5 separate regions of the Mus musculus genome follow, and regions 1, 3, 4 and 5 are each linked to region 2. The links are chromatin contacts, called in public HiChIP or PLAC-seq and promoter capture Hi-C maps. All regions are on one chromosome and are shown on one strand. The core of a region is the stretch at or near the end of the contact, and the rest is flanking DNA. Distances in the headings are between cores, read along the strand shown. Region 1 has its middle 35 kb from the start of Dnajc24. Region 2 holds the start of Pax6 (paired box 6). Region 3 overlaps Dcdc5 (doublecortin domain containing 5). Region 4 overlaps Dcdc5 (doublecortin domain containing 5). Region 5 holds the start of Rcn1 (reticulocalbin 1).

Region 1 (4,644 bases), core at 1,278-3,777, 360 kb before region 2:
CAATCTGAAAAAAAGACCAAGAATATAAATGGAAAGATGATCCTGGAAACTTTGAACTGTTTTCTGAAAGCATCCATCTAATGAATTGTGTCTGCTGAGTGTCACAGAAACTAAACAGTAAATTCAATAATCTCTGATTTAATTTATTATATTTTCACCATTTAACCTCCTGCAGGCTCCCTAATGTCTATTCAGATCTATATTAAATTAAGCACCAATGCTAATGAAGGGCAATAAACGTGCTGTCAGTGGATTTTTCTTTCATTAAGCACGTTATCCTCTTACTGAGCTGTAAATGCGTAAACATTAGTTTTGTTAAACCATGCAAAAAAGACAGGAAGAAAATCATTTTTTAATTGCACCCCTTAAGCAATTTATTGTGGGAGAGTGTGGTGTTTCTTTTTCTTTTTTACCTTTAATTTTTTTTTTGAATGGATCTAAAATGGGCTGTCCTGTTGCAACATAAATGTTGGCTTCGTGGGGTATATTTTCGGGTTTGAGGACTTTCGTGCCATCTGCCAAGAAGACTAGTTGTGCAGCCATGTTCAGACTCAGCTTGTTTGTATACTCTTCCAGCAACTAGAAGAAAATAACAGGTAAGATGCAGCGATGTACAAAGAAAGAAGCACATTCCCACAAAACAAAAATAGAAGGCCAACTGAGTCATGTGTCGGGTTCTGTAACTCAGTCAATGCTGTGGCTGTTTCCCAACAGTGGAAAATATGCTAACAAACAACAACAACAAAAACAAAAAATCAAATTATAAAAATACCTTATTATTGTCAAGTATTATTTACAAACATTCTGTGTTTTAAAACTCCCCAAAATGCATAAGCATTGTATGTAATTAATCTGCCTAATTACTAAGCAAAGTGCTTTATATATGTAAAAAGAGAGACGCAGCAAAATGCCTATGACTAAATAAGCAATGAGCAGATTGGGATTTCTAACAAGAAGATTTTCACACAATGATTATCTTTCTTAATTGTTTGTATTTTAAAGAGAATAAGACATAAAGAATTGATATTGTTGGGAATTGGTTACCAAGGTGATAGAAGGTTAGTACAGTAATTTTGGCAAAGGCTGTTTCAGATCCAGTTTTGTAAGCTGTTACTCTAATAACTCCTGGTTGAAGTTTATATCTCTGAGACAATTCTTGGCAATTATGGGGTGGCTTAAATTTCAGAGAGGACTTTGATACTCTAAACAGAAAACAAGAGAGAAAGAAAGAGAGAAAGAGAGAAAGAGAGAGAGAAAGAAAGAAAGAAAGAGAGAGAGAGAGAGAGAGAGAGAGAGAGGGAGGGAGGGAGGGAGAGAAAGAAAACACAAAACTTGGTGCATATTTATTCTTTAAAACTTGTTTTAAAATGCTAGCCCATACATTCTCCAAAGTAAACACATAAAATTATGTCTACAGATAAGATCCTACAACAAAATTTTTGATACAATGAGTTCAACACTGTTTAAAAGTATCCAAGCGTACAACAGATGTTTGCCAAGACTCTTCCTTTCTGAGAATGGATGACTCGGGACATTTTACTGTAAAGCCCCAGAGTTTTCTTGTTTTGATTCTGAACATGAAGAACTGGAGCCAGTCAGACTCCTGCTACATTCTGACAGCCAAAACAATAGCAGGGTGTTCATATTACAGGATATTAAATGTCCAAGATTTCTCCACAAGTGTTTAGATTTATGGAAGTTCTTGAATATTTAAAGGATATGAGAAATTCAAATAGGTTTATTATGATGAAAAGTTTAATTCAAAAGTCAAGTCTATTGCCTCTATTTTTTACAATTTCAAATTGTGTGGATGGTAGTAGGAGCTGAGATTTTAGATTTTATCTTCAATCAAAACTAGTTCTGATTTTTTTTTCAAAAGAACATGGTAAGCTGCCAAAAATATTTTATTTGAAATTCTCTAATTGTATTAATTTACAAGGCTATTAAAACAAAGTCAATATTTTAAAATAAAAGCTTGAAGTAAGACAAGTTCAAACCACTGTGTACCAGTCTATCCAAACACTGAAAGCAATGGGCGCACCGGCGCCTTAGTCTGTCTTTTCACCGCATTCCTTTCTGCCCATTAACTCTTGGGTTAACAGCTTATGATAATCTGAAAATGGAGGCACCAGATGGTTTCATAACTATGTTTCAGTTTGATACTGTTCCAAAATATTGGTTAAATAACAAAAGCACAGATTTCTATTTCAAAATAAATGTCTTGTAAGCAGTGTTGCTGCCACTGGTGCTCTTTTTATAGTTTCGAGAACACAGGTTGGAGGGCATCTCGTGTTTTCTAAAATGCAATTAGCAACATTGTGACTCCAGTGTTTTCAAAGTAAAAAAATCCAATAACAATAGAAAACAGAACCCAAACCCAAATGATACGCTGTGTTTAAATGTCTGAAATGGTCAATGGAGTCACTATAAATTCTGCTCAAATAAAAGAGCTTCAACAGTTGGTTAAAAAGAACAGTGAGTGCCTTTGATTGCCTCAGCTGACCCACTGGCACGCTGACAGCTCTGTTTCTCTTGGATGCCGACATAAAACAAGAATTGTTTTTACTCTTGGATTTGTAGCTATCTGGATTTGATGGTTCCTCCTGGCTGTGATCTGTTTGATGTGTAGAACAATCCTGAAGGCTTGACCCTTCTGATACAGCCACTGAATGCAAAAGTCGGTTGGGGCCAAACTGGAGCTGCAAACGACCGGACCGACCGTCAGTAGCTTTAATAATGGCTGTTTCCTAGTTTGACATAAACTCCTAAAAAGGAACCGCCCTGTGGAAGAGCACAGTGGATCCATTGTAATGAGTTATTAACATCTACCCCATAACAAGGGTTCTTGGCTCCCGGAGGAAAACTTCCCTTTACACTTAAGTGGAAAGTCAGAAAGGTTAAGTAAATGAACATGCCATCAGTAGAGACAGTAGAGACGTTTAGACCCAAGCCTGTCCTACCACTAAGCCTTATTACTTTGTTTAGTTAAACTAAAGCTTAAAAAACTAAGAATTTGCAGTTTTATGATTTACTTTATTAAGCATGAGCAATGTAAGTACCAGGAAATACACACACACACACACCCACACACACATACACATACACATAAACACACACGTATATACATATATGAGAGATGCAGTCCTTACATGGATAAAACTTGCAAACTATCCCTCGGTAGTACAAGAACTGGCTTAGCATAGGTGATAGGCACTGCAGAGATGGCTCAGTGGTCAAGAGCACTAGCTGTTCTTCTAAGGGACCTCCACCGTCACGGCAGCTTACAACCATCTGCTCCAGAAGATGCCAGAAGAGGAGCGCACATGCATACACCAGGCATACGCATGCATGGTACACAGACATAGAAGCACACACGATACAGGTTGTTGTTGTTTTGGTTTGGTGTGTGGGTTTTGTTGTTGTTGTTGTTATTTTTTTGTTTTTTGGTTTTTGTTTTGTTTTTTTAAGAAAAGTGATTGAGATAGTACTGGAATGACTTAGTTTATCCAGTATGCCTGTGTTCTGGAATTGAAAGTCACATGTCTCTGAGAAAGTGGAAGATGTCTACTCATGACCCAGTATTCCAGGGCAATGAGTGGCATCGAGATCAACAGGAATGTGTAGTCACAGTGGTGAGACAGGTACAGGATTTGCCAGTTTAATCAAATTGGACAAGCTTCGGCATACTTGAGAACATCCAGCTGTGGGACGATGAAGCCCAGAAGATACCATGGTCTTACACTCTGTTAATTGGAACCATTCCTACATTTACCAAGTTCATTTCTCCTTCCTTCTGGAAGGACACTTGTATTACTCAGGGTTCTCTCTCTCCTCTCCCTCTCTCCCTCTCCCCCTCTCTCTCTCCCTCTCCCCCTCTCTCCCTCCCTCTCCCCCTCTCTTCTCCCTCTCTCCTTCCATCCCTCTCTCTTCCTCTCTCCCTCTCTCCCTTCCTCCCTCCCTCTCTCCCTCTCCCTCCCTCCTCTCTCTCATGTGTGTGTGCATGTGTGAGATGATAGAAAGACAGACAGACAGACAGATAGATATTAGAATATCTTACAGGCTTACTGGTTGTAACAATGGCTGTCTACCAATGGAAGGTACTAGAATCCAGTTGTTTACTCTACAGGGCTAGATGTCTCAGTTGGTCTTCAGTAGATGCCAGAATTCCCAAGAAGTGGGTCCTAATGTTAATGAAGTAATGAACTTGCTAGTGAGAGTGAGGGAAAGCAGGCAAAGAGAAAATATGCTTGCTTCTATTATATCCTTTATATAGGTTGCCAGCAGAAGGTATGACCCAGATTAAAGGTTGATCTTCCTACCTCAAAAATCTTGATTAAATTGTGTACAATTTTCTACCTCATAGATGTGGATTAGAAGTGAGTCTTCCCACTTCAAATGATGTAAGAAAAAAAATCCCCTCACAGGTGTGGGATTTTAGTTAATTCCAGATATAGTCAAGTTGACAACCTGCCATAGTCCAGCTCCAGGTGCAAGGTTAAGGTCCTGAGATGGGGAAGGGGAGTCGGTGAAAATGAAGACACTGACCACCTGTTGACTTTCAAGCAAGTAGCCCCAAATAGCTTGAGCCATCTTTATTCATACAATCACAATCTATCTCACATTCACTCTTTTACTAGAAGAAAG
Region 2 (4,636 bases), core at 1,782-4,281:
ATTCAAGAGGATTGCCCAGGAAAAAGGGGGAGGGTTAAAATAATGAAATAGTCACAGCATCTCATTTAGTTTTATTTTTAAGAAATCATTCCCCCCCCCCGTTTTGTTTTGTTTTAGCTGTGATGATGATTAATTTTGCCACCCTGCAAAGAATTCCAGGGAATAGTTTTCTCTTTAAGGCCTTTTATGATTTAACTTTTAAGTAACTGAGAGGCAACTTAAATCCATAAGACCTAAGTCTAGGATGAGGACTTTCTCAGTGTCTGTTTAATGACTGAACATAGCCAAGGACTAGATACCATCATTGCGGTTAACTCCTACAGTCTCCTTCCTGTCTCTAGGCCAGTTCCTGAATCTATATCATGTCGCGAACAGATACCTCACCTAGAACAAAATGTCCATCATATATATATATATATATATATATATATATATATATATATATGACTCAAGCTGCAAAGGATAGCAGGTGTATGTGGAGGGTGTGTGTATGGAGGGTGTGTGTGTGTGTGTGTGTGTGTGTGTGTGTGTGTGTGTGGAGGGTGTGTGTGTGTGTGTGTGTGGAGAATTCTGTTTGCGACAGAAAACTTCCTAAGCTCTTCTCGAACCACATTTTTTACACAGCCTCATGTCTCCAAGCCGGCTCGGACCTCCGTAATACCATTTTAGAAAATTGTCTAGCTGATCCCCCAAAAGCTAGCTGATTAGTTTCCCAAGCAAGTGGGAAGGTGATAGCACTTCAGGTTCCGGTTTTGCTCGGTTCCCACCCTCCTCTCCTCTAAGAAGCTATCTAATTACCTAAGTAGTCGTTAACACTCAGTGCAGAAAGCACCCTGGGAAGCAGGGCACACCCTGCACCCGGAAGCAGACCTATTCTTAAAGAAGCTAGACCCCTCTGCCTCAGCCCAAACCCCTAGCCTAGGCTAGGTCTTTGTATTGCCTTGGAGGGGGTCATAGTCCTGCATCAGGAATGAAGGAGTATTCAGAAATCTCCAAGGCCACAAGGTCTGAGTCTCCAAGGTCCATTGGACCTCTGTCCTCCTCACTCCCTGACCCAAACCCAAGCCAGAACTCTCACACTATGCTATTGTTTCAATTATTTAAATTTCAAAACCTACTCCCGCATTCCAGAGCTGAAGTGTTCAGAGAAGCTTGGGTTCTCTCTTCCAGATGCCCTTCCTGGAAATTAGCAATTAGGGCGACAAAGTTTACCCTCCAGGGCCAAATGATTACAACTCATCAATTGCCTTCAAACATATGCAAAGATCCCCAGCAGCCCTGCTCCCGGTTAGCGGCAACCTCCTCCCCGTCAGCGGCAACAACTAACTATTCGTGCTCTTGGGTAAACCTGCTAGGCTTTCAAGGATTTTAGCTTGTCAGTTGTTTTTCTGATCCTATCTCCTCAGCCCTTCCCAAGTTCGAGTTTAACATCCAAAATGGCGAGAGAGAGAGAGAGAGAGAGAGAGAGAGAGAGAGAGAGCATTCACTTTGTTTTTAAACTTTTCAGAAAGCTCATTAATGAAAGGCCAGGTTTTTTAGCACTCGAAAAAGAAAGCATTTCCACTTGAAATTCAACTCCATTTCCCTCAATTACACTTGCTAAAATTCGAGGCTATTATGGCTCAGGGAGACTGAGGAGATCTGCCCCGGGAAAGAGGCAACAACTTTCTGAACTTTGAAAAGCCACTTTTCCTCCTGGGGTCTTAGAATCCAAAAGCTCTCGAATTACTCAGACTAATTAGCAGGGAGAGGACGCGATCCGAGGAGAGGGAAAGCCAGTGCTTTCTTGTAGTTTTTTTTTTCCCCCTTTAGGCCACACAAAGAAAAATATCAGTACACTCGAAAAGGGGGAGCAAACCGCCTTTCCAGCTCGAAACTTGTTGAAATGGCAACACGGGGTACAGCTTGGTCAATGGAGACACGGGAAAATACCCACCAAGAGCTGGAGGTGGGAGTCCACAGGACAGGGAACACACCAACTTTCGCAAGATAGAGTTGTGGGAAGCCGGGAGAGCTAGGGCGTTTGTTTCCAAATCTGAGCTCAGCGCTCGGCTGAGGCTGGAGGCGAGGGCCCTGGGGGGTGGATGGAAGCTGGCAGTCCTTGCGATCGGCTCGGAGCTCCCTCGCAGAGCGCATCCGACCGCCTCGGCCTAGTGGCTTCTTTCACCGCCCGCTCTCGCTCTGGGTCCCTCGTGGCCTCCGGCGCACGGCCGTGGTGCCCATCCAGACGGCTCCGGCTGGCGGAGGGCGCGATGACCCTTTGGTGCTCGAGTGCTGCGGGCAGTTCTGTGCCGGGAGAATCTTGCACAAAGCCGGAGCGCGGGCTGGCGGGAGGCGGCGCGGAGAGTCGGCTGGTTGGGCGCTCTTTGCGCGCTGGCTCGGCCCGGGCTGGACAAAAGCATCGCCGGCGGCTGCTCTCCGCGGCCTGGGGCACGGAGGAGCCTCTACGTCCCTTTGCGCTGACCGCGAGCTTTTGGAGGCGCTGAAGCTGAGAGCTGCGGTTTGCGGGGGCGCCCTGCAGCCTAGCTGCTCTCCGAGAGCTCCAGCCGCACTTGCGCTGGTGCAGAGCCAGCCGCCTGCCTGAAGATCCGCGCTGTTGTGGCTCGCGCGGACCGTCGCCCTCCGACGCGGGCTTTCGCTGGAAGTAGAAAGTTTGGGCTCCTGCGTGGAAACTTCTCAGGCCCAACTCTCCCGGCGTAGCAGTGGGGGAGGGGACCGGCGAGAGGGGAGGAAAGAAGAGAGGGAGAGACCTGCCAGGATATTGAAATATAAAGAAATTGAGAAGAAAGAAGCGGGACTCACCTTTAAGAGGCATCCTCTCTTTCGTCGTTGTCAAGGCTCCTGTCAAGAGTTTTGAGGGCTTTTTTTTTTTTTTTTTTTTTTTTTTTGGTTTTTGTTGTTTGGGTCCCCCCCCCCTGTTGTTGCTTAAAGACCACAACGGTTTGAAATGACGGTATTTTAAAGGAGTTGCTCGTGAGAGTTTTCTCCACGGACGCTGCTGGGTTGGTGTGTGAGAGCAATTCTCAGATCCCTGGGAAGAAGACAGAGATTGACAATAAAATGGGCTGTCAGCGGCTGGAGAGTGAGAGATAAAGAGTGTGGGGAAGTGGCTGCAGCCAGCACACCTATGCTGATTGGTGATGGCTCAAGTGTGTTAATGTGTGTGTGCCGGCGCCCGGCCTCGCCTCCACCGCTCCTCACTGGCCCATTAGCGAAGCCTGACCTCTGTCATCATCCTCCAGCAAAACACTTCCTCCTGCGCCTGAACCAGAGCGGGAAATGAGGCCGAGCCACGGTTCGCTTTTCAAACCCACTAATCACTCCGCAACATGCAAATGCACCGCTCGCTCCCACACAAAATATTGCTTTATGCAAAGCAGCGCCGGGGCCTCGCGCCAGCCGATTGGATGCTCCCTCTCCCTGCCTGGTGCAATTGGTCGGTTTGTTTGAATATGAATACACTTGTTTTCGGCTCTGCCGGTGGGTCCCGGCTTCTCTCTCCGGCGCTGGGCCCCCCGCTCCTAGGCTCTGGCGCTCGCCGAGGTCTCCCGCTCCATGCGCTTCGGCGGCCAGCGCTGCGGCCGCGAACTTGATCAGTCTAATGGAGGCCTCTGAGCTGGAAGCATGCTGCCCCCGTAACCCCAAGCTGGGCCAGGGGTTCTCAGTCCGTGGAGGTAGCAAGTTTCACCATCTCTACGAGGTCCTTTCTTGTACAGTGGCCTGCCGCTCCGCCCCATTTCACCCTAACTTCCCACCCCTTGTCCACCTCGGCCTTGGCCCCAGGACACAAAGTACAGCGGTGGCGGCTCTCTAGCCCACCTGACTTTTAGGAACAAGAGAAAAGAGGCGGGAGTGTCCCTGGATCCCAGCAGCCCCCACTCCGGCGATGGTGGCACAACTATGCCTAGGCCCGAAGAGGGCCTCCAGGCCGAGAACTCAGCGAGGCCCGGCGGTCACCCCAGCTCAGGCCTCCCGAGCCTGCCCATTTTCCCCCCACCCCACTCCCGCACCGCTGGCATTTTCTTCTCTTTCTGCTTTCCGAAGCCGCCGTGCTCAGCGGAGCGGACGCACTGCCCCAGCCTGGAGAGGCTCGAGTAAACACGCCACTTACTTTGTGTACAGAGGATTCTTGTGAAAAGCTCTGAAGAGTCCTCACCAAACACTCTCCAACTTCTCCCACGTGCCATTTGTTGACTAAGTGCGGCTGCTTTTCCAAGCCATCGAAAGGAGGGGAAGACAAGAGGGGAGGGGAAGTAGTGGAAGCCTGAGGGTGGGGGTGGGGTTTGACCAATGCTGGGAGAGATTCTGCAAGTGTGTGTCCTCGCCGGCTTTCTTGGTGTGTCAACGTGTGTCGTTGTGAGGAACCGGTTATCTGTGTGTGGTGCTTATGTATCCCCGCCAAGACTCCCTTCTCTTGGGTCAGCTCAGTCCACGGAGGCAATTCCCCTTCAACTGTTGCCAGAAAAACGGCGAGGACAGTAAGTAAATGGCTTTTCCCTCCTGACCACACACCAGAAGTCCATTTGTTGAATGCCGGACATTAGGATACACCTCAGTACACTCCAAAGACGTCCCTTGGAGTCTGCAGTTTAGGTGACAGGGGAGCAGGCAGCCGCCTTGTCCTGAGCTGTCCGGA
Region 3 (5,055 bases), core at 1,727-4,226, 510 kb before region 2:
ACCAAGGAAGATGGAAGGTGGTTGTGGTGACTGGAATGACTCATGTGTTTGAATGCTTATCCCATAGGGACTGACACAATTAGGAAGCATGGCCTTGTTGATGTACATTGGCCTTGTTGGAGGAAGAGTGTCATTTTGGGGTGGACAATGAGGTCTCCTATGCTTTAGATAGCCCGGTGTGGCACACAGTCTCCTTCTGCTGCCTGCAGACCAAGATGTAGAACTCTCAGCTCCTTCTCCAGCACCATGACTGCCTGGACGTTGTCATGCTTCTCACCATGACAATAACGGACTGCACTGTAAGCCAGCTTGAATGAAATGTTTTATTTATAAGAGTTGGCATGGTCATGGTGTCTCTTCGCAGCAATAAAGCCTTAAGACCATGGTGGAATCTTCAAGGTGGCTTTCATCTGCTCCAGTCACCCTAGAAAGGCTTCCCTCGAGTGTCTAGTTACATTTCACTGGAGCATCTTCTTTTACTCCAATTCTGTATTTAGCTATGGACAAAATATGGGGAATAGTTTGATAAAAATGCTTTCTCCAAGTACAATTCTCACCAAATTCACTCGATGACTACTCTAAATCAACAGTTAGACGATTTGCTGGGCTACCGTGTCCTTAGCCAGGGAATTTAATGAGCCCCTCTGACGAGACTTTCTTGAGGTAAAGGGGAACAGGATTTTCGCTCTGATTAACTGGGCGCTTGAAATTATATTTAACTCTCATTAGAGCATCGTGTATATGGATTCCATGTAACACAACATGTTATACACACATGTTTGGTAAATAAAAGGCTTCATATTATCCTTTGGAAAGAATGTTAGGGAACCTTAATGAACGAAGCTTAGTCACACATCCCAAATTCTACTTCACTGAGACTAATGAAGATTGCAGGATTTAATATGGACTAAATCAGAACTAATTTTCCCACAGTCTCAGTCCTGACATAATATTTTCCATTGGGGATAGGGTTAAAGGTGTTTAATGCTATTCAATTGTTTTAATGAACCATGCCTGTAACAATAACTTTACCCTATTGTGATAGCTACTTCAATTCACCAAAACTTATTCAAGCACTGTTTCTAGGAAAACATTTTTATCTACTGTGAGTAGAATCCTAAGCATGTTTGAGTGTATCACTTCCTTTGCAGATACTGGACAATCTGCATTATGGGTTATTCAGATAAAGAATTCTGCTTGGGAGTGTTCGTGATGAGTCAGATTAGCATAGGTGTCAGTGGGTAATGCCAGGGAGGGGAACATATGTGGGCAGGGAATCTTAGCAACTTGAGCATATCAAACACTCTGTGAAAAAGCTAATTGAGAGGTAAAAACAAATTAACTGCTACGGAGAAGGACAATCTCCCTGAGCGAGCGAGCGAGCGCCAGCAGCAGGAAGGTTCAGTGGTTCATTTAGTAGGAGTCACTGCTGGGACCATAATACAGCTCTGGCCCGTGGACTTTCCCTGCTGACTGCCCACCTGGCAATTCTCTGGGCACCTTCCAGGATGTCAGCGCTGCACAGGCAAAGCCTGTCTCATTACTACCCGCGCGGCATGGGAGCTAATGCCGGCACCGATTGCTTTCCCGGGAGTTCGCTACCAAAGCTGTTTTTCAGTTCAGCACGTGGAAATAGACAAGATTGGATCTTTCAGAGCGCAAAGATTTACATCTGGCTGCAGATGCCTGTCGGCAAAAGCAGCCCTGAGAAGATGAGCGTCTGGGATGTGAGAGGGGCAACTCAGTGTCCACCTCTAGGTGCTGTCCAGTCAAGGGGATGGGAAGCACACATCATTGATTCCTGAGTCTCACATTGTCTCAGTTTCCCTACCTGTAAAATGGGTAGTTTACACAAGAGGATTGATTGTCTCTATCATATTTTGGCCAACTTTTAAAGACAGTCTTCAAAACCATAATGACAAAAATTCTGTTACTGAGATTTAATATTAAACATTTTAATATTTATTAATTTAATATTCCAAATATTTAAGTAAAATCGTAGTTCTTCCCCATTGTTTATTCAAATAACAGATGAAATAGAGATTCTCATGGGCTATAAACACGTATTTGGGGGAAAATGGTCAAATAGGAAAAAGAAATCAAGGATTTCACAGTGGAAAAGAAGGACATAATATATATGAATAAAAAAATAAATGACAAGATGCCACTAAAAAAAAGCTTTTTAAAGAAACCCTCAATGGTTCTATCTATACCTGATCTCCTTCTAGGCATTAAATTGATACACAGAGATTTAAGTACATAATAAATAAGCAAAGAAATGCTCAGAGAGCTTTAAACTTGCCTAAGTGACCACAGAGAAAGGATGCAGATCTGAAACAGTTTTTAGGTGCTCCTGTGGTATTTACATAGCTCATCTGAGTATCCAGGGCACAGGAAAGGCCAGGGATGCTGTAAATGAAAGTCAGCATTCTTTCTTCCATTAACCAAATTATCCCATTTTAAAAAATCATAAATAAGCTATAAGATACAAAGATGGGAATTTGATCTAAAGCTACATAGACTGACACATTAGCTTTGCCTTAAGAGTGTCCAGTCATTCTACTCATATAAAAATAATAACAGCATTGGGCCCAGGAGGTAAAAACCCAAGACCTTCTGTCTACCAGTCACTACCAAATTCTTGTGCTTTTATAATTGTAAATAAAAACCCACTCCCAGGCCTGATTCTATAAGGAGCTCCCCATTGCCTGGCTTACTACCATCCCCAAATTTTACAACCTTTAGATTCCACAGAAACTAGATCTGCCTCCACTGGCAATAAGTGGAAGGCAACCCATAGAGCATCAGTAACCAATTGTGTGTGAAAGCACTAATTCCAGTGAAAAAGACATCTACCTTCCACGTCCCTCACGCCCGTCCCACCCACTCACACATCACTTGCTCTTGCTCATCAATCCTCTGACACAATCACCCACCTTACTACTTGCTCACTCTCCCTCCCACCATCCCCTACTGATTTGCTAATACCCTTTCCCATCAATCCTTTCCATCCTGCTTTCCCAGGCTAACACTGCTGACAGCATCTCTGTGGGGGTGAAAAGGAGGAGGAGTTGCAAGCGAAGCACAGGACCAGGAAGGCAGAAGTCAGTGAGCCATGGCAACAGCAGATGCTCTCATAGTGGCTAGAGGGGTTGGCAGAGGCGGGGGGGGAGGGGCTGGAGTTAGAGGGGCTAGGAACCGGAAGAGAGGAAAGGACGAGGCACACCTGTTGCCTGGGGAGCGGTGACGCGCTGCACTACTTGGAGAGTTCAATCACTGAAGGTGAAGGCATTGGGAATCCTCCGCATGAAAAGATTTTAAGTTGCAGCAGCCAGGAAATGTACCAGAGTGCTACAAACAACACAGAAAACACACAGAAAACACACAGGGGACGCAGCGACATAAGACGTGAATAGCTGTAGAGAGCTAGTCGGGTTATAGCCTATAGGACTTTTATGCAGAGATTCCTCAAAATTGTTGTCTTTTAAAACATGCCATTATGTTATACCATGTAATTGAGAAAATGAGACATGAAACATGGAAATATTACGTCTTTTAAAGGGGTTCGACTGTTAAGACTAACCTAGAAAACATTTTTAAAGCATCAGTAAAGGATGAGATGAGGTGGAGATGGGAAAGCATCATTCACAGTGTGAAAACTGCCTCAGATCAGAACACCCTGGATCCCGTCCCTGGGGAGGACAGTATTCTAGAGTCACACCGTGATTATTATTGCTTATTCAGTTGTTTAACTTTAATTTTATTTTAAGTGTTTGTTCAGGTATATATATGTTACATATTGAATATATTTCCGGTACTTACTGCCCACACCCTTCTCTTTGTTCAGCCCCCTCTCATTTAGTCACTTTGTGTCTTAACTCTCTCGCTTCCATTTTCACTGTATATACACATGCATGCCTGTATATGACTATATGAGATCTAGGAACTGCAAAAAAGAGAAAATATATAATATTTGTTTTTCTGAGCCTGACTTCTCAGATTAACCTGGAGTAGCATCCGTTTTCCTGCAAATGACAGACTTTTCTTTATGAACAACCCCTCTGTATTCATAAAACAAATTCCCATTATTGTTTCTCTGTTGATGGACACCTCAATTGCTTCCTTAATTTACCTGTTACAAATAGTGCTGCAGTCAACCTGAGTGGGACACCCTGATGTAGAGTCTTTGGGGTGTAGACCAAGGACTCATATACCAGGATTAAGATGGAATCTTCAGGGGTTATGATATGTATTCTTCTGACGGCTAGTGATGTGATTTTTCTTCATGTCTTTTGGCTTCATTTTTTTGAGAAAGTCCTGATCATTTAATTAGTTCACTGACTGGGTTGTTTATGTGGTTTCTTTTTTAATGATTAGGTATTTTAAGTGGTTTATATATTCTACACACTGATCCTCTGGTGGATGTACACTTAGCAAAGATTTTGTTGTTTGCAATGTATTAGGAAGTTGGATGCCTATGGATTTTTTCTTCATAAAATTGCTTTGTGTATCCCTAGTCTTGTGGAATCGTGACTCACATGGTTGCCTTCTTGTTGCTTCAGAGAATGTCTTTGGAATTTTGATAGCAATTACATTGAATCTGTGGGTGATTTGGAAGTAGTGTAGACATTTTAAAGAGATTAAGTCTTCTAATCAACCAATAGATTTCCCCCCTCCCCGTTCATATTGCCATCTTTAATCTCCACATCAGTTATTTCGTCATTTTCAGTGTATATAGTTATTTCACCTCTTTGGTTAAGTTTTCTAAGCACTTTGCTTTTTATGATGCCATTTCAAAAAAAAATTGTCTTTTTATTTTCCTCATTGGCTAGTTCATTATTAGTATAGAGAAACAACCGTATTTTTGTATCATGAAGGCTTACTGAATTCCTTGGTTAGTTCCAACAGATTTTTGCTGGTATCTTTAGGATTTTCTACCTTTATGACTACATCAACACTAAATTGAGTTAATTCTACTTTTTCCTTTCCAGTTTAGTTGTAATTTATCTCCTTATTTGATCTAGTTGTTCTGATTAGTATTTCTAGAGCAGTATT
Region 4 (4,725 bases), core at 1,572-4,071, 470 kb before region 2:
TCTTTTGTCCACTGGTTGGTTTTAGCTCTTTTGTCAAAGATCAAATGACCATAGGTGTGTGGGTTCATTTCTGGGTCTTCAATTCTGGTTCATTGATCTACCTGCCTGTCTCTGTACCAATACCATGCAGTTTTTTTTAATCACAATTGCTCTATTGAACAGCTTAAGGTCAGGGATGCTGATTCCCCCAGAAGTTCTTTTATTGTTGAGAATAGTTTTCACTATCCTGGTAATTTTGATGGTGATTGCATTGAATCTATAGATTTCTTTTGGCAAGATGGCCAGTTTTACTATATTAATCCTGCCAATCCATGAGCATGGGAGATCTTTCCATATTCTAAGTTCTTTGATGTCTTTCTTCAGAGGTTTGAATTTCTTGTCATACAGATCTTTAACTTGCTTGGTAAGAGTCACACCAAGGTATTTATATTATTTGTGACTATGGTGAAGGGTGTCATTTTCCTAATTTCTTTCTCAGCCTGTTTATCCTTTGAGTAGAGGAAGGCTACTGTTTGTTGTTGTTGTTGTTGTTGTTGTTGTTGTTGTTGTTGTTAATGTTATATCCAGACACTTTGCTGAAGTTGTTTATCAGGTTTATAAGTTCTCTGGTAGAATTTTTGAGGTCACTTAAGTATATTATCATATCATTTGCAATGACTTCTTCCTTTCCAATTTGTATCCCTTTAACCTCATTTAGTTGTCTAATTGCTCTGGCTAGGACTTCAAGTACTTGAATAGGTAGGGAGAAAATGGGCAGCCTTGTCTAGTTCCTGATTTTAGTGGGATTGCTTCAGGTTTCTCTCCATTTACTTTGATATTGACTACTGGTTTGCTGTAGATTGCTTGTACTATGCTTAGGTATGGGCCTTGAATTCCTGACCATTCAAAGTCTTTTTTCATGAAGAGGTGTTGAATTCTGTCAAATGCTTTCTCAGCATCTAATGAAATGATCATGAGGTTTTTTTGTTTTTTTTTTTAATTTGAGTTTGTTTATATAGTGGATTACTTTGATGGATTTCAGTGTATTAAACCATCCCTGCATCTCTGGGATGAAGCCTACTTGATCATGATGGACGATTGTTTTGATGTGTTCTTGGATTCGGTTTTTTAAGAATTTTATTGAGTATTTTTGCAACGATACTCATAAAGGAAATTAGTCTGAAGTTCTCTTTCTTTGTTGGGTCTTTGTGTGGTTTAGGTATGAGCATAATTGTGGCATCATAGAAAGAATTGTGTAGTGTTCCTTCTGATTCTAGTTTGTGGAATAGTGTGAAGAGTATTGGTATTAGGTCTTCTTTGAAGGCTTGATAGAATTCTGCACTAAACCATCTGGTCCTGAGCTTTTTTTGGTTGTAAGACTTTTAAGGACTGCATCCATTTCTTTAGGGGTTGTAAGACTGTTTAGATGGTATTACCTAGTATCTGTCTAGAAAACTGTTCATTTCATCCAGATTTTCCAGCTTTGTTGAGCATAGGCTTTTGAAGTAGGATTTGATGATTTTTTTGGATTTCCTCAGTTTCTGTTGTTATATCTCCCTTTTCATTTCTGATTTTGTTAATTTGGACACTGTCTCTGTGCGAGGACTTATCTTGGTAGAATAGTGCTTGTTTAGCTCACATTTGTCCCTTGGTGTAATCCCCAGCAATGTAAGAGAATAGAATAAAAAGAAGAAAATCATTCCACAGAAATGCGCTATAGAACCCAGCAAAATGCTTGCTACTCTCATTGGCTATTCGGGGTATATTTTATTTAAAATGTTAACACTAAGGCTTCAGTTATCATTCTGTCCCTAAATGCCTAACAGTTATAGTTTAGTGAGACAGAATTTGATATGAAACATGGGATCTATAATTGAAAGCACTGTTTGAGAGATGCTTAAAATTTCTGCAAGCTCATGAATCTCTCCTGTGGACACCCTGGAATGGAAAGCAGGCTCATGACCTCCTCGACAAGTGTAGACTCAACAGAGGTGATCTTGTCTCATACATAGCATTAATAACTGACTGCCTTTCTGTTGTATGCTTCTTAGCTATTCTGAAGTATGTTTTTTTTTTAAATCATGAAGATCCTTCCTGTAAAAATTGTAACATGATAGACAAATGTATTTTACAGAAGAGAGTCTTTCTAGAGTTAAATTATAAATATTGTTAGAAAAAGCATAGTAATTCGAACACCCTGGTATGTTCTGTCTACCTAATCCATGCTGACATTTCAGATAAGTTATAGCCAAAGGGGGAAAGCCTGTTAGTCCAACCAAACTCTCATGGCTCTGAGCTATGGCTTTCCACATGGTTTTTGCATTTCACAAGAGTAACCAATGAACAATCATGGGATATACAATATGTGTTGTGTAGCCCATTCTTAATGAATCAGCATGCCCCTGTAAGAGTACTGAATTCATCAAAGATTTTCATCAGTAAATATTGATCTACTGCTATGTTATTTGATTTATAGTTTACATGTGGATCAATATAGGCAATACAGTTTAGCATAAACAATAAGATAATCACCCTTCATATATATTGACACGCTTACCAAATGGTCTGCTAATATACAAAAGACTGGGACAAATTACTTATTTATATATACAAAACACAGCTATAAAGGACAGCTGCAGGTATTTTTTTTTTGAAAAGTGCATTTTAATAAGGTCCCATTCAGTTATAGAACAAATGGGGAAGAAATGGTTTGCACTACAGAGTTTAGCACAGGAGCCCTCTTCTTTTCTAACCACGAAATCAATCATTTGTCCAGACTGTGGGAGTCAGAGTTAGTTACTGAAAAGACTCCGTATATAAACAAGTCAATAACTCATTGTGTGTTATTGTCGAGCTGAAGAAGTCAGCTTTCAAAAAGCTGGCCCTGCTTCTCCCAGAATGAATGTCACTGTATTCAGTGGCTGGGGGAGCCTTTGTTTCTAGCCATTGCTGGCTGCCATTTATGTATGGGAACAGGAGGTAGCTGCAGGAAGAGCAGGGGAAGACACTATTCCCTAACTTGATGTTCAAGTCAAACTCCCAGTTTTGTTAGCCTAAATCATTTGCTTCTGAAAATAGTCAATAAGATGGATAAAGAGTGGCCACATAAAAATATTTGGCAAAAGAAATAAGATACAAATGAATCCACTACATCCATCTTAAGTTGGATTGGCATAATACTTTAGAATTCCTACTTATCAACAGAGACAAATATGACATTCAGGCAACAGCTTGAAGAGTTCAAATGTACAAAATCAAACTGATGAATAGGTCAGCATGTCCAAGGAATTCTATCTGTTCTTGCTGTAAATAGAATGGTTGGTTTTTGAGGCAATCAAAGAGAGTTTTTAAAGTCTCTCTCTCTCTCTCTCTCTCTCGTGTGTGTGTGTGTGTGTGTGTGTGTGTGTGTGTGTGTGTATCTATATGTGAAAGATAAGGTGTAGGTATCACATTTTGGAGAGAGTAATAAAACTCCTTTAAGAAGTGTGTTGACACTTGCGATAAAGAAATCCCAATGATTTGTGACTTAAGATTAAAAGTCCTTTATAGTTCAAAATGCACTAAATTCAAAATATATAAATATTGTTAGACTTGTATGTATTTTATCTTGGTGTTTGCTAAATAGATAGCATGTATTCAAAGCAGGTAAGATACTATGAAAACACAGGGACGGGCTTCCAGGTTTATAATTAACTTGAGTAAATGACAAATACAACCATATCTATTTAATGAATGACCCTTATATTATAAATGCCTGATATCTTTGGGCAAAACCTTTTGATAGGCCAAATTTCTTTTCAAAAGATTTGTCTTCATTTATTTTGTGTGTGGTGTTAGTGGGGGAGCAACATGACTTGCGCATGGAGGTCAGAAGACAATTTGCAGGACTTGGTTCTTTTCTCTTTTTTTGTTGAATATTTTTATTAGATATTTTCCTCATTTACATTTCAAATACTATCCTGAAAGTCCCCTATGCCCTCCCCCACCCTGATCCCCAGCCCACCCACTCCTGCTTCCTGGCCCTGGCATTCCCCTGTACTGGGACATATGATCTTCGCACGACCAAGGGCTTCTCCTCCTATTCTGCCGCTTGAGTCCTGGGGATTGAACTCGAGCTGTCAGGCTTGGCAGGAAGTGCCATAACCCACTGAGCCATATCTACAGCTCACTCCTTGCTTTTAACTTGGTAAAATTGTAGCCATAAGCAAGGAGGGAATGCAGGAAAGTAACTCATCTCATCAGTCCCATCCACATACATAACTTAGAAAATCACATCAGATAACATCTGTCTTTAGCACGCCACAGAATGTGACAGACCTTTCCCAGATAGACAGGTTAGGATCAGAGCACAGGGTGGCTAATAGAACAATGGAAAAAAAAACCCAATAATCAAAAATATATGGCATAAGATAGATAAGATAGGTAATCATGCATATATATATATATATATATATATATATATATATATATATATATATACATACACACACATACATATAAGACTAATAACAGCTATGATCAGAATGTTTTCATATGGAAAGCCATCAGTATGACATAGTAGCTTCCTAGGAAAAGAGGAGAAAATGAAAGAGGCATCGTTCTTAATTAATAATGAACGTATTTAATATTTGTATGATGAATGTAGCCCTAAGTGATGTTGATAACTTGGCTAGACGTAGCTGTGGGTGGAAGAAATCTAGATGTGACTGAGTGTAAGCCAAGGTGAGGCCATCAGAGAGTCAGACA
Region 5 (4,510 bases), core at 164-2,663, 280 kb after region 2:
ATATGCTTGGCCCAGGGAGTGGCACTATTAGAAAATTTGGTCCTGTTGGAGTAGGTGTGGTCTTGTTGGAGTAGGTGTGTCACTGTGGGTGTGGGCTTTAAAACCATCATCCTAGCTGCCTAGAAGAGAGTTTTCTCCTAACAGCCTTCAGATGAAGTCGTAGAACTCTCAGCTCCTCCTGCACCATGTCTGCCTGGATGCTACCATGCTCCCAACCTTAATGATAATGGACTCAACCTCTGAACCTATAAGTCAGCCCCAATGAAATGTTGTCCTTATACAAGCTGCCTTGGTCATGGAGTCTGTTCACAGCAGTAAAATCCTAAGGCAGCCATAAATGCTTATGTGTATCAGGCTCATCATCTTATTTGGTTGACCGAAAATGATCTTAATAGAAAGATTCTTGCTTCTGTGCTATAATGTCTTGGTTTCCTTACTGTAAGGGCGAGAAGCTGACCTTTTCTTCAGAATGTTAGAAAGGTGGGGGTGAACAGGTGGTTTTGCAGCTTTTAGGGCTGGGGTTAGGAGGAGGCTTCTCTCTTCAACCACAGTTTCCTGGGACTCTTTAAAAGATTCGTCGACCCTCTGACATTTACATGCATTTTTGTGAAGAGTAAAAGGTTCAGACGGGCATTCTCAGTTTGTTAGACACTAGCCACGCGTGGCTATTTACATTTAAGCTCAACTATTGGCTTTGGACCGGCTCCATGTCAAGTATTCAGTGGCCATATAGAGAACATTTCCTTCGCTGTAGAAAGTTATATAATACAGACCATCACTAACTGGTATCATTATTTCGGATTTAATACGCTGATAGGATTTGAGACAGATAGTAGGTTTGTAAAAATGGCTTGCCAACATTCAGAAACGAAAGCTTTATATGATATCTCTGCTTCTTTTAGGAAGCCTTTCTGCCTCTCTCCCATAGGAGCTTGAAAGAACTTCTCCTTATTCACCCCGTCTCCTCCCACAGTCCTCTGGTGTTATCCCATGGATGTTAAGATTGCCTTCTCCCTAACCTAGGGGACCACGCCCATCCTGGCCTCCTTCCAGACTCAAGTGCTCTCCTAACCACAATGCAAATTGTTAACCGGACTTAAATGTTCATCTCTGGGCCAGCCTTGGGCTGAAGTTCGGGCTGTCAGCTGGAAGCTGAGTGGAAGCGCTGCTTTTCTAAAAGCGAAGACGAGCTATCACCCCAAAACATCTGTTGCATTTTCTCAAAGTACTTCTTTCCGGTCTTGCAGAGAACCCTCCAGTCCGCAACCCCCATCATCTGGACCCGCCCCTCGCAACGAGATAGCGGGGAGGGGCCGAAGCGAAACCGGAGCCCGGCGCCCACCACCCTGGCTGGCGACGTGGCTCCGCGGCCCCAGCCTCCCCCGGCGGCGCCGTGGCCAATGGGCGCGTGAGTGGGGCGGCCCGAGCCTCCTCGAGCCAGCCGGGCGCGCCCCTCGCTGGGGAGGGGACAGCGGCAGCGGCGCTGTGAGCCCCCACTGCCCCGCAGCCTCCCTTTGCTCGCGACCATGGCGCGCGGTGGCCGCTTGGGACTCGCCCTGGGGCTGCTGCTGGCGCTGGTGCTGGCGCTGCGGGCCAAGCCCACGGTGCGCAAGGAGCGCGTGGTTCGGCCGGACTCAGAGCTGGGCGAGCGGCCGCCCGAGGACAACCAGAGCTTCCAGTACGATCATGAGGCCTTCCTGGGCAAGGAGGACTCCAAGACCTTCGATCAGCTAAGCCCGGACGAGAGCAAGGAGAGGCTGGGGTGAGGCTGCGGCCCGGGCCGCCCGGGGACCACGCAGGGGCCCATGGCCACCTCAGAGGGAGCCACGCGGGACCACAAGCGCAAAGCGAAAGCGAAATCGCGCCAGTTGGTCTCAGGGGCGAGGCCAGAGCTGAGGCTCAGAGGCACAAAGTTGCCAGCGGGCGCTCAGACCCCCGTGTGGAGGTCGCCACCACACCCGGCCGGGATAGCTTCCCACAGGGAGGCGAGAACGTGGCAGAGGCCTCCGGAGCAGGGAGCGAGAGGGCCCGCCCCCTCATCTAGGTTTCAGCAGAAGTGACTGGAGTGAGCCAGAGTTTGTTGGCTGTGGCCTTTTAGTACCTGGTTCTTTCCCATAGTCCAGAGAGAGGCACTTGAGACTTGCTTAAAAACATCTCAAGATCAAACAAATGTGTAAGAGATGGAGAGGCTTGTTCTTGGCCTGTCTCTAAATCAGGCTGGATGTTCTTGTCCTCTGACCAGTCATCCCAGAAATCAGGTTTTTAAAGGGGCTCATTGGAGCAAGAGGTACAGAGCTGGAAACGGATTCTTTGGCCTCTGCTCCCAGCATTATGGGTGAAGAAGCACTCAGCTTTTTGGCAACTGATTGGGGGCGGAGGGGGCGAGAAAAAAAGAAAACCTGCAAAATGGCTATGGTGGGGCTTTGTGAGTTTAGCCTGGAATCAGGAAACAAACCCGGGCATCATCTCAGTACCCCTACCCTGGTGCCCAGGAGACACTTGACCGTTGTGCAGAGGGACTAGGAGCTAGTGAGGACCAGGTGAAGGCAGGGCTGTGGAGGAACACAGCCATCCTCCCTGTGGGCCACCAGAGCTTCCAGAACCTGCTCCTGGGGGAGGAGGATCTTCGAGTTCTGCTACAGTTGAAAAGAACACAGCCATCTCTGTTCGACAAAGGGGCCAGGGCATTCAGCAGGACAGGATTAATGATACCCATTGTGTAGGTGAATACCTGCCTGTTGTGATAAAAAAGACCTTTGGACTTCAAAGTCACCTCCAAACAGTGTCCTTTATTTGGTAGGGAAGCACTTTCTCTTCTTTTTTGGGACTTTTAACAATAGGGACCATTGATAAATTCACACCATTGTACTGCTCTGAGGCCTGGAGACTGATTTATTCTGGGGTCCCTGGTTGCAGCCATTCTGCATTATCTTAGAAAAGAGGAGGAGAAGGGAGTTATGAACTGGAAACACTTAGGCTTAGGGCCTCTGGCTTCATTTAATCCCTACCTCAGGGTAATTAGCCGAAGTGCCCAAGAGAAGGGGGAGTGGAGTTCTCTGTGTCTAATCCTTGTATGAAGACCTTGGCTTTGTTCATTTATTCATGTAGCAAGCATTGCAGTGGCTATCCTGTGTGACATCTGGCAGGTACAAGGTGCTGGCCATCCAATGTGGAGGAGGGCAGGCAAACACTTTCAGGGTTGCTAGGATGGTGACATCATCCACGGGTTTAGCAGGAGCCCCTGGGGCTTCAGGTTGGAGAGAGGGGCCCGGTTTTGTAGATGGTCCTTCATCAGAGCTTATGAGATGGTTCAAAGGCTGCTGGGTATATGGTAATAGAAAGGTGGTCCTGAAGTGAGGGGCCTGCTTGCTTATCATGGTTTTAACCCTTTGGTGGGGCGGGAGGGGTGCTGGTCTCCTCCAGAGGCAGAGAAGAGGAAATGGGAGGTAGAAGAGGAGGGAAAGTAAAGATCAGAGGGACGGCCTCCTCAAGGAGGTAGAGATGTTATCAGTGTTTGCTTGTGGTGGACAGGACGTCCTGATCCCAAATCTTGTTGGAAACACCAGCCTGGCAGTGGAGCCAGAGTGTAACCGTGGCAGATACAGAGTCCTGGGCAGTGGGACGGTGGGGGTTGATGCATCTGGGTATTAGGACAAGAAAGATGCAGACTATGGTAGCCCTTACTTGACCTTGACCCATTGTTGAGGAAGGAACCAAAGATAACATCTAGGTCCCTGGCCTGAGCCCCTTCCTGACTAAGGTCACCTGGGTCAGAATTGGACTGACACTTTTGGAAATGACTGATCGAGCCTGGAGCTAAGGGCGAAGTTGCCTCTCCAAGTCTTCTTTCTCAACAGCCCCCCTTCAAGTCTGGGCTGCTGAGGGATTAACATGGCTAGGTCCGTGTCTTATCATTTGACCATCTATTGAAAACACATGTCCTCCTTCAGATTTCTGGAAACACTGAAGGGTTACAGTCTCAGTGGCCTCATATAATCTTAGAAAAACTTAAATTACTTTCCAATGTCTAAAGTTGGGAGTGGTTCACCTGTCCACCGAGTATCTGGTTTTTCTTGTTTCCTTGATAGCAGCTGGCAGGCAGGGGAACCCCATTTGCCCTTCGCCCCTCCTGGAGACCTTACTCTTTTCTTTTACTTGCTGAGAGTTGGAATTTTACTTGCACCCTTCACCTACATAGTTGTCCCGAGAGAGGAAAGGCACCTTACCTTCCTCCTCTTCAGTTATCACAGGTCTTGTCACTTGGGCGGTTCTGCCCATAGTGGGGGAACTTGGGCTCAGAGACTCAATTGCACGAGGTCACACAGATAATGGGAGCCACCGGAAGATCTCGGTGTCCTGACTCATGCGTTCAGAGTCTATCTAAATTCCATTTCCTTTCTCCAGATTTTACTCTTGTGACTTTGCAAGAGAGGTCAAGACCACTCCTGTAATTCCAGTAAACAGTTCTAATGCTCTTGCTTTGTGTTGGGCGGAGCTAGGCCCTGGATGT

Evidence for each region. Promoter capture Hi-C pulls out the DNA fragments that hold promoters and counts their contacts. HiChIP or PLAC-seq counts read pairs in DNA pulled down with a chosen protein or histone mark.
Region 1: a contact with region 2 is called in an H3K4me3 HiChIP or PLAC-seq map of neural tube, with 4 times the contacts expected there. The contact joins the enhancer-like site here to the promoter of Pax6 in region 2. A contact is called at or near these places in 12 of 39 promoter capture datasets (the 3T3-L1 cell line, 3T3-L1-derived adipocytes, the C10 cell line and 7 more), 9 of 115 datasets of contacts at active chromatin or transcription factors (astrocytes, bone marrow-derived macrophages, embryonic basal ganglia and 5 more) and 4 of 9 other capture datasets (adipose tissue, embryonic stem cells, liver and 1 more).
Region 3: an H3K4me3 HiChIP or PLAC-seq map of neural tube shows a contact between it and region 2, with 5 times the contacts expected there. The contact joins the enhancer-like site here to the promoter of Pax6 in region 2. A contact is called at or near these places in 17 of 39 promoter capture datasets (the 3T3-L1 cell line, the C10 cell line, the HPC-7 cell line and 10 more), 1 of 15 datasets of contacts at CTCF or cohesin (stem cell-derived epiblast-like cells), 24 of 484 Hi-C or Micro-C datasets (brain, cerebellar granule neurons, cerebellum and 12 more), 18 of 115 datasets of contacts at active chromatin or transcription factors (astrocytes, craniofacial prominence, differentiating embryonic stem cells and 11 more) and 4 of 9 other capture datasets (adipose tissue, embryonic stem cells, liver and 1 more).
Region 4: an H3K4me3 HiChIP or PLAC-seq map of neural tube shows a contact between it and region 2, with 4 times the contacts expected there. The contact joins the enhancer-like site here to the promoter of Pax6 in region 2. A contact is called at or near these places in 3 of 39 promoter capture datasets (the 3T3-L1 cell line and liver), 7 of 115 datasets of contacts at active chromatin or transcription factors (embryonic brain, embryonic forebrain, embryonic hindbrain and 3 more) and 1 of 9 other capture datasets (liver).
Region 5: a contact with region 2 is called in a promoter capture Hi-C map of stem cell-derived epiblast-like cells, with 4 times the contacts expected there. The contact joins the promoter of Rcn1 here to the promoter of Pax6 in region 2. A contact is called at or near these places in 19 of 39 promoter capture datasets (the HPC-7 cell line, cranial neural crest, embryonic stem cells and 11 more), 9 of 484 Hi-C or Micro-C datasets (the G1E-ER4 cell line, the HPC-7 cell line, LSK cells and 3 more), 6 of 115 datasets of contacts at active chromatin or transcription factors (craniofacial prominence, embryonic limb bud and embryonic stem cells) and 2 of 9 other capture datasets (adipose tissue and liver).

The regions. Positions count from the first base shown.
Region 1 is chr2:106,036,339-106,040,982 of GRCm38.p6, reverse strand. It overlaps the pseudogene Gm9342. Among named protein-coding and RNA genes, the nearest start is that of Dnajc24, 35 kb to the right of the region's middle. Within about 2 kb of position 2,527, at least 14 of the 459 cell types and tissues checked have an H3K27ac peak or open chromatin away from gene starts, as enhancers often do. A contact at or near this core is called in neural tube and stem cell-derived neural progenitor cells, where this site is marked.
Region 2 is chr2:105,674,139-105,678,774 of GRCm38.p6, reverse strand. Pax6 (paired box 6) reads right to left here and starts at 3,031. Exons shown (of 12, transcript NM_001310144.1): 1 at 2,803-3,031. RefSeq lists a cis regulatory region at 3,417-3,551 and a promoter at 2,970-3,551.
Region 3 is chr2:106,180,257-106,185,311 of GRCm38.p6, reverse strand. All of the region lies in intron 3 of Dcdc5 (doublecortin domain containing 5), which reads right to left. Among named protein-coding and RNA genes, the nearest start is that of Dcdc5, 100 kb to the right of the region's middle. Within about 2 kb of position 2,976, at least 17 of the 459 cell types and tissues checked have an H3K27ac peak or open chromatin away from gene starts, as enhancers often do. A contact at or near this core is called in cerebellum and neural tube, where this site is marked.
Region 4 is chr2:106,147,992-106,152,716 of GRCm38.p6, reverse strand. All of the region lies in intron 2 of Dcdc5 (doublecortin domain containing 5), which reads right to left. Among named protein-coding and RNA genes, the nearest start is that of Dcdc5, 69 kb to the right of the region's middle. Within about 2 kb of position 2,821, at least 11 of the 459 cell types and tissues checked have an H3K27ac peak or open chromatin away from gene starts, as enhancers often do. A contact at or near this core is called in neural tube, where this site is marked.
Region 5 is chr2:105,396,222-105,400,731 of GRCm38.p6, reverse strand. Rcn1 (reticulocalbin 1) reads left to right here and starts at 1,413. Exons shown (of 6, transcript NM_009037.2): 1 at 1,413-1,762. The coding sequence starts at 1,527.